Linked DNA regions of Mus musculus: all the other regions are linked to region 3. A link is a contact called in public promoter capture Hi-C data. All regions are on one chromosome and are shown on one strand. Each heading gives the region's core, a stretch centred on a gene start, on an enhancer-like site or on the middle of the called end of the contact. The rest is flanking DNA. Distances are from core to core; before and after follow the strand shown.

Region 1 (3,675 bases), core at 1,052-3,551, 650 kb after region 3:
GATCTCTGTGAGGTCTGGGCCAGCTTGATCTACAGAGCAAGTCCCAGGACAGCCAGTACTATACAAAGGAACCTAATCTCAAAAACCATCATCATCGCCATCGTCATTGCATCATCATCGCCATCGTCATGGTCATCATTGTCATCATCATCCTCTTAAGCGAATAAGCAGTTGAACGTGGCAGACAAACGATGGTCACTTGGCTCTGTACAGTTGAGTACTGAGCATAGCGTGGCTGCAGCAGTTTTGCCTCCCCTGCGTTTGTGAGCAGCTTCCTAGTGGCTGAGTAGTGACACTTTAGAATTCTGGAAACTCCTTCAACTGAATCTTTTAAGTGTCTGAAGTTTTTTCCTAGCATTAAAAATGAAACGAGCAACTGGGAAAGACTTATATTTCTCTTTAAATACCGAACTTAAGAGAAAAACCCAGACAGCTATCTCTGAAAAATGCCACATCCCTCTCAACCTTCCACTCATGAGAGGAAATGTTAAACCCCTCAGTAAATACAATTCTGCCACTGCTCACTGCTTCAAACGGAGTGACAACGTAAGTAAATGTCATGTGAAAATGGAATTTCCGAAAATTTAATCCATTTATTTGTTTTAGATTAAAGTATAGAACTTTCATCTTTTCAAAAGGAAAACTGTAGTCTTAAATTAGCATAGGTGAAAAGAATTAATAAAAATACCTTTCCAGGAAAACCACTGTACAGTTAACAAAAGAACTATTTTAGATTTTGACAGTATAGATTGTGGTTGCATGATTGGGCCAAAGTCTTACTTGGCCATCAAGCAAATGAGCAACTCGAGTATAGATGGTAACGAGCTGTGATTTTGTTAAGAATCACACAGGGAGGTCTAGTGATTGCTTGGGTGGTTTTTGTTGTGTTTTTTCCTCTTACATGTATCTGTAATTTGGGGAAATTCTTTCCTCATTTGTTCGTGTACTGGTCATTGTTAATTGTACTTAGATATATGAAACAAAACACCTGTCTCTTAGTTCTTAGTTAATATGTGGATTGCAAAAAACTGAAAACTTTCTCCAGCATTTACATAACTACTGCTTACTTGGTTAGCAGGCTTGACATCCTCTGCTAGTACTCTATAACCTATATAATCTATAACTATAGCTGTAATAGGATAGATATGACATGTCTTTCCAAGGAGCTCTTGTGTCGAGGGGTGACACCAATTGGTGATGAAAATGCTACTTTCACCCATAAATTAATGTAAGTTTGTGGGAATGGGCCATTGAGAGTAAAGCCCCGCTGAAGAATGAGGGCTATTAGGGGTGTGCTTTCAACCTGTTGCTCTTTCTCTAGCCTCTTCCCCAGTGCTCTCTGCCATGCCCTCCTCCCTGCCTTGATATAGACTTCAGTCCAGCGCCCAGAAACACCCAGAACCCAGCGACCTCTCAAGCCATGAGACAAAATAAGAATTTTCTCTCTGAGTTGCCTTGCTCTGTTTTGTCACAAAACCTAAATAGCACAAGATTGTAAACTACCCTCCCGTGTGAGAGAGTGCATGTGCCGGTGACCGTGCGTGTGCGTGCGTGTGTGATATGTCCATGTTTTGTGTAAGGGTGCCCCTGCCTCTGCCCAGAAGCCAGTGAATCACTCACTGACTTACTACTTTGAGACAGGGTCTCTCACTTAACCAGAAACTAAGGGGTTGGATGGGAAGTTGCTGCAATCCTCCTGTCTCTGACCCTCGCAGAGCTGGGTTACAGGCAAGCTCAGTCACACTGGGCCTTGAAGTGGGTGCTGGGGATTTGAGTCTATGTCTTCATGGCTTCATATCAAGCTCTTAAGCACTAAGCCATCTCCCCAACCCCCACATCATCTTTTGCAGCCATTTTCACAACAAACTCGGTTTATAAGAGAAACCACTATGGAGGGATGAAAAATCTTAAAAGCTGAGTACAATTTTCAGATTGAGAATCAACTTTTTATTTGGGTTGAACTGGCATCAAAACCGCCCACCCTCCTCCCACCCAAACACTCCCAGTGTGCAGCTGGGGTCGCTGTGGAGCCAGTTTCCACCGATGGCGCATCCAGTTTGTGTCCCGTTGTTACGACAACGAGGTCCAACGGTTGGGAAGGAAACTGGAGGGAAAACACTCAACGCCAGGGTGGTACTGGAGTCTGCTCCTGCGTGCCTGGCCCCCGGGACCGACCCTGGCGGCCCAGCTCTCACCTTCTTGCTGCTCATGGCGTCGACTTGCGGGCCAGGCAACGCCGGCCGGGATCGCTGCTGCGGAACTCAGGACCTGGAGAGGAGAGTTGTTCGCCGCTGGACAGCTCTAGGCTCTTTCTGAGCTGAGAGCTTTAACCGCCGTGGTCGATTCGTTGCTAAGCAACAAACTGGCGGATTCTACTTCCGGTCGTCTGCATCTGCGAGATGAGGTGCAGAACTTTCTGAGAGGTCGAGCAGGGTGGCTCTCTGAGGCCTAGGTGGCTTCCAACACAGCCCTCACTCCACTTTACAGAGGGTGGCAGGCAACTGTGAGGAGCGAAGACCCCTTGATGTCTAAGTGGGTCCTCAAGTTACTGCATCTTTCACCGAGTCTGCGTGGGCGTGGTTCTCTGCCTTAAGCCTTCATTCGGCTGTTTCTGCAGATTTCATTGCTAATGTAGGCAAATAGAATAATGACAAGGCACTCAAGACTAAAGCCTGTAAAGTGCTCCATATCCAGGAGCCTCAGTGTTCAGTTCTGTTGACTTCCCTAACACACTAGAAAGTGAGCCTTCGGAAATTCATTTAAATCCACGCGTGATTGACTACATGAACGAAGCTGTGCCAAGACAGTCCCTCAGGCATAGGCTTGGGTGACCGTAAGGCATGTGTTCATAACTAATAGAAACAGTGCTGTGAGTCATTTCTCTTAGAAGATGCAGAAGAAACGTGAAAGCTGAGATTTGAAAGAGGAGGACACATGCTGTGCAAGGAATATTTCGGGCAGAGCAATCAGATGCAAAAGCCTGAGACATTTCATGGTTATTAGAAGAACAAAAAACAAAAATCAGAAGAACAGAAGAAAATTAGAAGAACAAAAACGAAATCTATCAGACTGTCGTTGGAATAAAGCACATTGGAGTCCGGTGATGAAGATGAAGATAAATAAGTGCTCTATTTTAAAGATCTGGTAAAATAGAGTGAGGAGTTTAGACTTCAATGTAAACTGCCTCCTACTGAAAAGTTTTTGTTTAATTTTGTTTATTTATTTTGGTTTGGTTTTGAGATCGTCTCATTTCTTAGCCTAGACAGGTCACAAACTCTCAATCTGTCTGTGGCAGCCTCCCAAGTGCTAGAATTACAGGCTTATGCCACCATGCCTGACGGTAAACGTTTTCTGTTGAGAAATGGCAGGTTCCTAACCTAAAATTTATGTGACATCTTAAGGGATCTCGAATGGCCAAAAACAACGTTTTTTAAGTGACATATTTGGAAGCCTCATATTTTTTTTTATTTCAAAATTTAGTACAAAGCTACAGTGATGAAACAATGTCTTCACAACAAATGATACTGAGGAAAGTAGATATCCACGTGCACAAATGTGACATAGACACTTAATGTCACATATAAAAATCACCTCCTGTAGGTGGATTACCTACATGGAAGAACTAAAACTTTAAAACCTTTAATGAAAACAGAGGGTCTCATGGCACTTGATTTT
Region 2 (3,651 bases), core at 526-3,025, 780 kb before region 3:
CCTAATGTTGATGTAAACATACATCATATGATGTAGTTCATAGACCAGCTGCAGTTTATATATAGTGACCCACGATATAAGAGCAAGAAATGCATTTTTTGTAAACAGTAAAAACCTTATGCCTTGAGGACCATATAGGCTATGTTAATTTTGTCATTATATGGAATCATCCAGACCCATGAATGATGTATCAGTGAATGAGCACTGCTGTGTTCCAACAAAGCTATTTAAAAGACAATAAAACTATTTTCATATACAGCAAGCTGTATTCAGAATGTGAGCCATAGTACACTGACCATGTCAGCATGGTTCATCCCCAACAGAGATCATAACCAGTTCTCTCTGTCTGTCTCTCTGTCTGTCTCTGTCTCTCTGTCTGTCTGTCTTTCTGTATGTCTCTGTCTCTCTCTCCTCTCTGTATGTGTGGTTACAATGTCATGATAATAGGCAAGATCAAGAAGTGAACTGAAGGCACCCTATCTTACAATGAAAAAAAACCACAAATGCTTAAAACCTAAGGTGTGTTCTATCAGGGATTGGATGAAATATGCAATCTGGAGGCAGTTGTTTTTAAGTAAGGAAAATATAGTGAGCAGGCACTGCCAATCAAATCCCTGGCCAAATCTTGGCAAGTTTTCTTTGCCAGTGTTGCCATCCCACGGACAGTGAGAAGCACTGTGGTGGTCCTTGCCTCCATTTCTCTTCCATCTCTCTGTGCTTACTTTCACTTTTGTCCCCACCGCCCCTTTTTTCTTTCTCATATCCTAGAAGAATGAGGTCTCAGGAGCATGGGAAGCAAGCAGCATCACACTCTCAAACAGGTTCAGAAGAGCAGCTGTTAATAATTCATGGCAGCCTTCCTTGGTTCCCTCTCCAAATACCGTGAACACAATGGACTCCTGTGTCACTAGAATACGAAACAATGACCTGTCTTATATCCACCCTGGGTTGGGCAGGGTGTGCCCTGGTCAGGAAGAGTCAAGAAAGAGCATAGAAGATACAGCAGCCACCATCACTCATGTCTCAAAAAACTTACTGGGCAGTCTTCCAAATTCTCATTATATATTTGTCCTGGTCTTTAAAAAAAATCAACATGATTAGCTACTTTGACAAATGCACTCCTCAAAATACAAACAGTGGTATTTTAAAATCATAAAAGTAAAAACAAAATTTTAAGTACTGTGTGCTTTGCTTATTTCACTGATATATGTATATATACCTGGAATCCATTTGTTAAAAAATCTCAATCTTTGAAAGGATTAACATACACTTTAAATGGAAATCTTCATATGACTAAGCTTTTCAAGTAGTTTCTTCTACTTAATATTTAACATTTACTTCACCTTTTGATTAAACCATTGGAACGGCTGGAAGAATTCCCATGTGGGAAAATACCACACTAGGAGTCAAAACAATTGTCAGCCACTAACAATCCAGCTCAAAGTGGTCAAACAAATTTTCTAGAGACAAAACATGGTGCCATGGTCACTAGGGAGGACTAGGAGGGACTGAGGCCCAGGAAATAGCATGTCAGGATGCCCTGACGGGAAGCTGTAGATAGGGAGAGAGCCTCGTAAACAAATGAGATTAAGGAAATCTGGAAATTAGAGAAAAGAGAAGAGGATGCCCGGGTCTGTACAAAGACGAGAAACTATAACAGGTTGGTGGCAAATCCTGTCTGCTTTTCTAGTTTTCCTGAGGATGAGCTCAGCTAAGAGAGCTAAACATTGCCTCTGCTGGCACAGGAGCAGCAGGATTCTGCTTCTGCCAGGAGGCGGAGGAGGTGTCCCGTGGGTTGCTGAATACCCCTTAGAACAAACCTCCAGGCTATTCTTTGTTTGACTGCTTTTCACAACCTTCTATGAGCAGCACTACACTCTTGTCCCCTCTTCTTGCCCAGACTGAGAACTTTTAGCATCATGTGAGAGTGACTCTAATTCCTCTCAGAATGCCACTGATATATACAAGAGGTTTTATGAATTCAGATTCAATCCATGAATTCATATTACAGCTAGCCCTCTTTGTCCTCAAATGTGCGTGCATACCATTATGTTTTTCTGTTCTTCTCAAATGATGCCCTTCATCCATCCTGATGTCTCTCCTTCCTCATTAATATTTAATTCTCGAATTATGTCAGAGCCCAGAACTCATTGCAATAACATCCCCTTTACTGTTAGTAAACATGTCTAATTAGTCATCCATATAAAATTCATCCCCTTAGGCAGAAGGACGGTATAATGCTTAGGCATACTTTTTCATATATAGAAGCACAGGTTTTGATTGCTACTCCATCTTCATCCTTCATGGTGTCCCACGACTATAAGTACTCAATAGAAATGTGTAATCCCAATGATTTATTCATTAATTCATTTACTCACGAAATGTCTGTTAAACAGCTATTGTCGGAAATAGTCTTTCAATTGGTAATAGTACAAAGATATGATCCTGTAGAGAATTTTAATCCAGGAATGTGGCTGTTTTGGCAAGGGATAATAGCCAAAGGTCTTCTAGGTCTGTGTGATCCCAGCTGGTAATACAGACACATCTTTAATCTCAGGAGACAGAGGGAAGCCAATCTCTGAGTTACTGGTTAGTTCATATTGTTGTTCCTCCTATAGAGTTGCAGACCCTTCAGCTCCTTGGGTGCTTTCTCTAGCTCCTCCATTGGGGGCCCTGTGTTCCATCCAATAGATGACTGTGAGCATCCACTTCTGTGTTTGCCAGGTACTGGCACTCCCAGTAACTGGAACCCTCTATCCTGAGTTTCCTGATTTAAAAGTTAGTCTAGTCTCTGTCTGCTTATCTTATCTTTCAGACTCTTGGAATACTCTCTGAGGATAGCCTGCCCATGCCACATACGTCCTATAAGAGTTATTCACCAATTTCACTTTTCACCTTTGAAAGGGAGTTGTCCGAGATCAGGTATATGATATGGTATATAGGTTTACAGATCTGATATGTTGACACTGCAGCTGTTCCCTCTAGACAGAAACTGGATCCTGAAGGTTCACAGCACTTTGAACAGAATGCCAGAGAAAGAGTTCATAGGAAGTAAGGAGAGGAAAGATACTAAAGACAGTTCCACAAAAACAGCTTTCTAGCTTTGGGCTCACAGGGCACAAGGTCAAGCCAGACTAGAGCTGCCTCATCTCGTCTCCCCATTCCAAGAGAGGATTCAATTTGCAATAATTCTGAATAGGATCCTATATGGTGTCATTCTGCGCAGGCTATGCAGGAAGAATATCTGCATACGGTACTGACATGCTGTGTTCACGTAGCCATCCTGAGCAGCCATGAAATACAGGATTCCAACCCAATATGGTTTCCCCGATGGACACCCCCTCCCTGCCCCCATTCATTCAGCAGAAAGGCAAGTGCTGAAAACAGTGGCGGGAGTTAGACACTCTTCCCTTTCTTTCTCTGTAGAAAACTGCTTTCACTTTTTGAAAAAGTAAAAACAGCAGCTGGGTATAGTGGTACATCCCTGTCTGTCATCCCAGCACTGTGGAAGAGAAGAAGGGTGAGGAGTGTAGCTGGTCGTGACTCCAAAACCAAAGGCATGAGGCCAGTGTAGGTGACACATTACATTATCAAAAACGAAAACAAGGAAGCAAACAAACAAAAGACCAAGAAGGGTGGTGGCATTTTCTC
Region 3 (3,572 bases), core at 302-2,801:
TAGGCCTGCTCTAATATTGTCTTGTATAAAGAGGGCCAGATCACCTCAGGGTGTCTGCTTTGTGTCTGGTTTTCCTTCATCTTTAATGGTGGGCAAATCTAGTACATTATGGAAGCCCACTTTTTTTTTCCTCAAGAGATATAGATGCCTCTTAAAAATTTGATGAAAATGCATTAACTTTTCAAGCTACTGAGCTGCATTTTAGTTCACTGAGGCAGTAAATTGGGTGTATACTGTACAGGAATGGTGGTGACCTAAAAATAAATATTTGATACAAGCCACCATAGTCTCTTGGGGTGTGTGTAAGGGGAGTAATGAATTAAAATTCTAAAGACTCCTCAGCTTCCCAAACAGGAGGAGGAACTCTGTGGCCTGGAAGCGTCCTCTGTCCCTGCTGCTGTGTTTGTTCAGCTCTTTAAGAGTTCACCCCATTCGATCTTGTGGCTCCTAAAGCCAAGGGTGAAAGTTTGATCCTTGCAGAGGCCACTTAAATTCAGAGAACAAAAAGCACCATTCTCTGCCCTAGACTCTAGCCCAGATCCCTGCCAGGTGTCTGCCCTCTGGTCAAAATGAGACGCTGGCAAAGGGGTGCTAGCCTGTGACAGTATGGGAACGCAACAAAGGACACCCCTCTACATGCGACTTGCTCTTTGTGTGCTCACGGGACCTGACATCATTCACAGAGAACACAGATTGCACTTTACTGTCAGCCCTGGAAGTCTGAGTCAAACTGAAATAATGCTCCAGCGCTACTTACAAAAATCCATTATCTACTCGGCCTAAGTACAGAGCCTGGCCTCCTCGCTGACAGGATTCTGTTGGCAATCAAAAAAAAAAAAAAAAAAAAAAGCAACACTCAGTCTTTAGTCTGTATCTCTGTAATAGAAAATAGCAATACTTATAAGCTGAAATCAAGCACAGGTTTTATGTTAGTCAAAGCCATTAAGCTATCAAAAGTAAACCCATGTACACAGAAACGTCCCAGGACTGGTTTGTAATATGTCCTGACAAATAAGCCATGAAAACAAGCTCCTCAAATTACTGATGCAACTTTTTAGCAGGGTCACAAACTCAGCTTTCTTTAAATTAAGTCAGCTCTTCCTAGTTTTTACTTCTCTAATTACCCAGCACTTAACGCATATTTTTTCCCTCAAATATTTGTTTTAGTAACAAAACAGCACTCCAAGTCTTAAAGGATTAACATTTTCTATTTTAAACACAAAATCTAAATTAAAAATTACTAACTTAAATGATAGCAAGAGTTTTACAGAGATTAATAAGCTTTAAGTACAGTTTATATTAGTACACAGACTTCAATTTATCAAATGTCACATATATCTTTCATGATTTGGGGATTTATTTCATTTATGAAGTAGTCAAATGAATCAGCTTGCCCTCGACTGTAACAAAATACTGCTTGGTGACTTGTGACAGACAGGGTTTTAACCTCTGACAGCGAGATTCATTGTGGAGCAGGAGCCAATCATAGATCCTGACGACACTTGTCTCCTCTAAGTTGGAATATAAAAAGCCACTTGGAATACAGTATACAGGACTCCCTGGCGTGGCAGGTTGTCTCTCGGACGGTACATGCACTAATATTTCACTTGGCATTACTCAAAAGCAAAAAGAAGAAATAAGAACAAGGGAAAAAAAAAGATTGTGCTGATTTTTAAAATGATGCAAAAACTGCAAATGTATGTTTATATTTACCTGTTCATGCTGATTGCTGCTGGCCCAGTGGATCTAAATGAGGGCAGTGAGAGAGAAGAAAATGTGGAAAAAGAGGGGCTGTGTAATGCATGTGCGTGGAGACAAAACACGAGGTACTCCAGAATAGAAGCCATAAAAATTCAAATCCTCAGTAAGCTGCGCCTGGAAACAGCTCCTAACATCAGCAAAGATGCTATAAGACAACTTCTGCCAAGAGCGCCTCCACTCCGGGAACTGATCGATCAGTACGACGTCCAGAGGGATGACAGCAGTGATGGCTCTTTGGAAGATGACGATTATCACGCTACCACGGAAACAATCATTACCATGCCTACAGAGTGTAAGTATATCTGTTAAAGTATATCAACAGTTCTGCTGACTGCTGTCCTAGTGTTTATGAGAAACAGATCTATTTTCAGGCTTTTAACAAGCTGTTGGCTTATATGTAAGTAGCAGAGAAAGGAGATTTTTTTTTCCCCAAGATTTCCTGAGAAACATACCGACAATGAAATCTGTCTTGCTTGTTTCCTGGCAGTGCCAAATAGCTCAAAGTTAATATGCTGGCTCAGCTTTAATAGTATTTAATTTTATGCGGAAAATGTAGAATGCTTGTGTGTTCAGAGTCTCACACTATAATGTAAGGACTGTGAGATTCTATAGGCAGTGTTAAAGCATGAGAAATTTACAATTACATTTGTCTAAAATGTGCACTAGTTTCCCCCTGACTCACACTAAAGAGAGATCTCTGCTGGATGTTTATTTGAACACTGTTCCACAGTTAGAGTGCTTTCTGTTATTTAAAACTGTCAGTCTCAGAGCTTCTATGCTCTTGACAAGCTAGAATATTAATTGTGAAAGCTACTGCACTGGAAAGTTAAAGAAGTTAAATATTAAATGCATTATCATGAGCCACGATGAAGCAGGCATAGCAAAATAATACTCAGGACCGAGTATCAGAAAACACTCAGGAAATGAGCATTAACTGGGAGGTCATGGTGTGAAATGCTCCTGTGCCCCTTCATAGCACCGCACTGAGAGCGTCCTGGCTGTGAGCGTCCAGGCAGGAACAGTGATCGGTAACCCTCTAAAAGATTTAATTCTTTATGAGAGGGAGGGTGAGGACCGTTACCTATAACTGCCACATTGCTTCTGGGAGATAATACATTTCAGGCAGTTCCTGTTTGAGTTCTCCGAAAAGCAAGTCAGGTAGCCTTAGAGAGCAGGCAGAACACGAAAGATTTCTGTGCCATGTGTCTGAGATCTTGCTTTAATACCATGCTTTAAACACTTAAAACCAGACATGACACAGTTTCAAACCAGCCCTTTCCTAAGCGGTCAGGTTACGATACAGCAGATAATTTTCATTTATGACTCTTGGATCAAACAGTTCAGGAAAAAGTCTCCCTTATTTACATGGGGTTTGGAAAAGCAATTGTTAGTGCTGAACTTGCAGTGAGAGGCTGGCCCCAAGGCCACTGCTTTCTGATTTTTTAGATAGCTTGAGCATGACCTCTGAGGTTTTTGCTAATTAAGTTTTTGTTGTTCCTTGGAATAGCTCTTCCAGAGCCCAAGTGTCACAGATGTATTATATTGTTTGCCATTTCTGAGGTTGGTTAAATCGCTCCCTGTGTCTTGTCTCCAGGTAATTGAGGCCTGGGGGAAGGGTTCCTTCCTCCAGACTGACTGGTACAGCTGCTCAGTGAGTGTAACTGCTCAGATTCCCAAAGAATTCTAAGTGGACGTTCCGGCACGCTGTCTCTTAGTCTCTAATCATCATCACTTGAAAATTTCATGTGCTGTTCATTCTTTTACAAAATATCCCTTAGCCCAGAGTTCTCTGGAAGGGGAGTAGAATCTAC

What was found. Promoter capture Hi-C pulls out the DNA fragments that hold promoters and counts their contacts.
Region 1: a promoter capture Hi-C map of embryonic stem cells shows a contact between it and region 3, with 7 times the contacts expected there. The contact joins the promoter of Dnah7a here to the promoter of Mstn in region 3. A contact is called at or near these places in 13 of 39 promoter capture datasets (the 3T3-L1 cell line, the C10 cell line, the HPC-7 cell line and 8 more), 5 of 15 datasets of contacts at CTCF or cohesin (embryonic stem cells, large pre-B cells, pro-B cells and 1 more), 18 of 484 Hi-C or Micro-C datasets (the G1E-ER4 cell line, the HL-1 cell line, adipose-derived mesenchymal stem cells and 7 more) and 1 of 9 other capture datasets (embryonic stem cells).
Region 2: a promoter capture Hi-C map of hippocampal neurons shows a contact between it and region 3, with 2.5 times the contacts expected there. The contact joins the enhancer-like site here to the promoter of Mstn in region 3. A contact is called at or near these places in 7 of 39 promoter capture datasets (the C10 cell line, HPC-7-derived erythroid cells, cranial neural crest and 4 more).

Annotation. Positions count from the first base shown.
Region 1 is chr1:53,704,483-53,708,157 of GRCm38.p6, forward strand. Dnah7a (dynein, axonemal, heavy chain 7A) reads right to left here and starts at 2,302. Exons shown (of 66, transcript NM_001252070.1): 1 at 2,196-2,302. The coding sequence starts at 2,210. It overlaps Gm32311 (a long non-coding RNA gene), which reads left to right. Exons shown (of 5, transcript XR_373404.3): 2 at 1-546.
Region 2 is chr1:52,278,631-52,282,281 of GRCm38.p6, forward strand. No RefSeq gene overlaps it. Among named protein-coding and RNA genes, the nearest start is that of Gm31867, 22 kb to the left of the region's middle. Within about 2 kb of position 1,776, at least 13 of the 459 cell types and tissues checked have an H3K27ac peak or open chromatin away from gene starts, as enhancers often do. A contact at or near this core is called in hippocampal neurons, where this site is marked.
Region 3 is chr1:53,060,089-53,063,660 of GRCm38.p6, forward strand. It overlaps Mstn (myostatin), which reads left to right and starts at 1,552. Exons shown (of 3, transcript NM_010834.3): 1 at 1,552-2,053. The coding sequence starts at 1,678.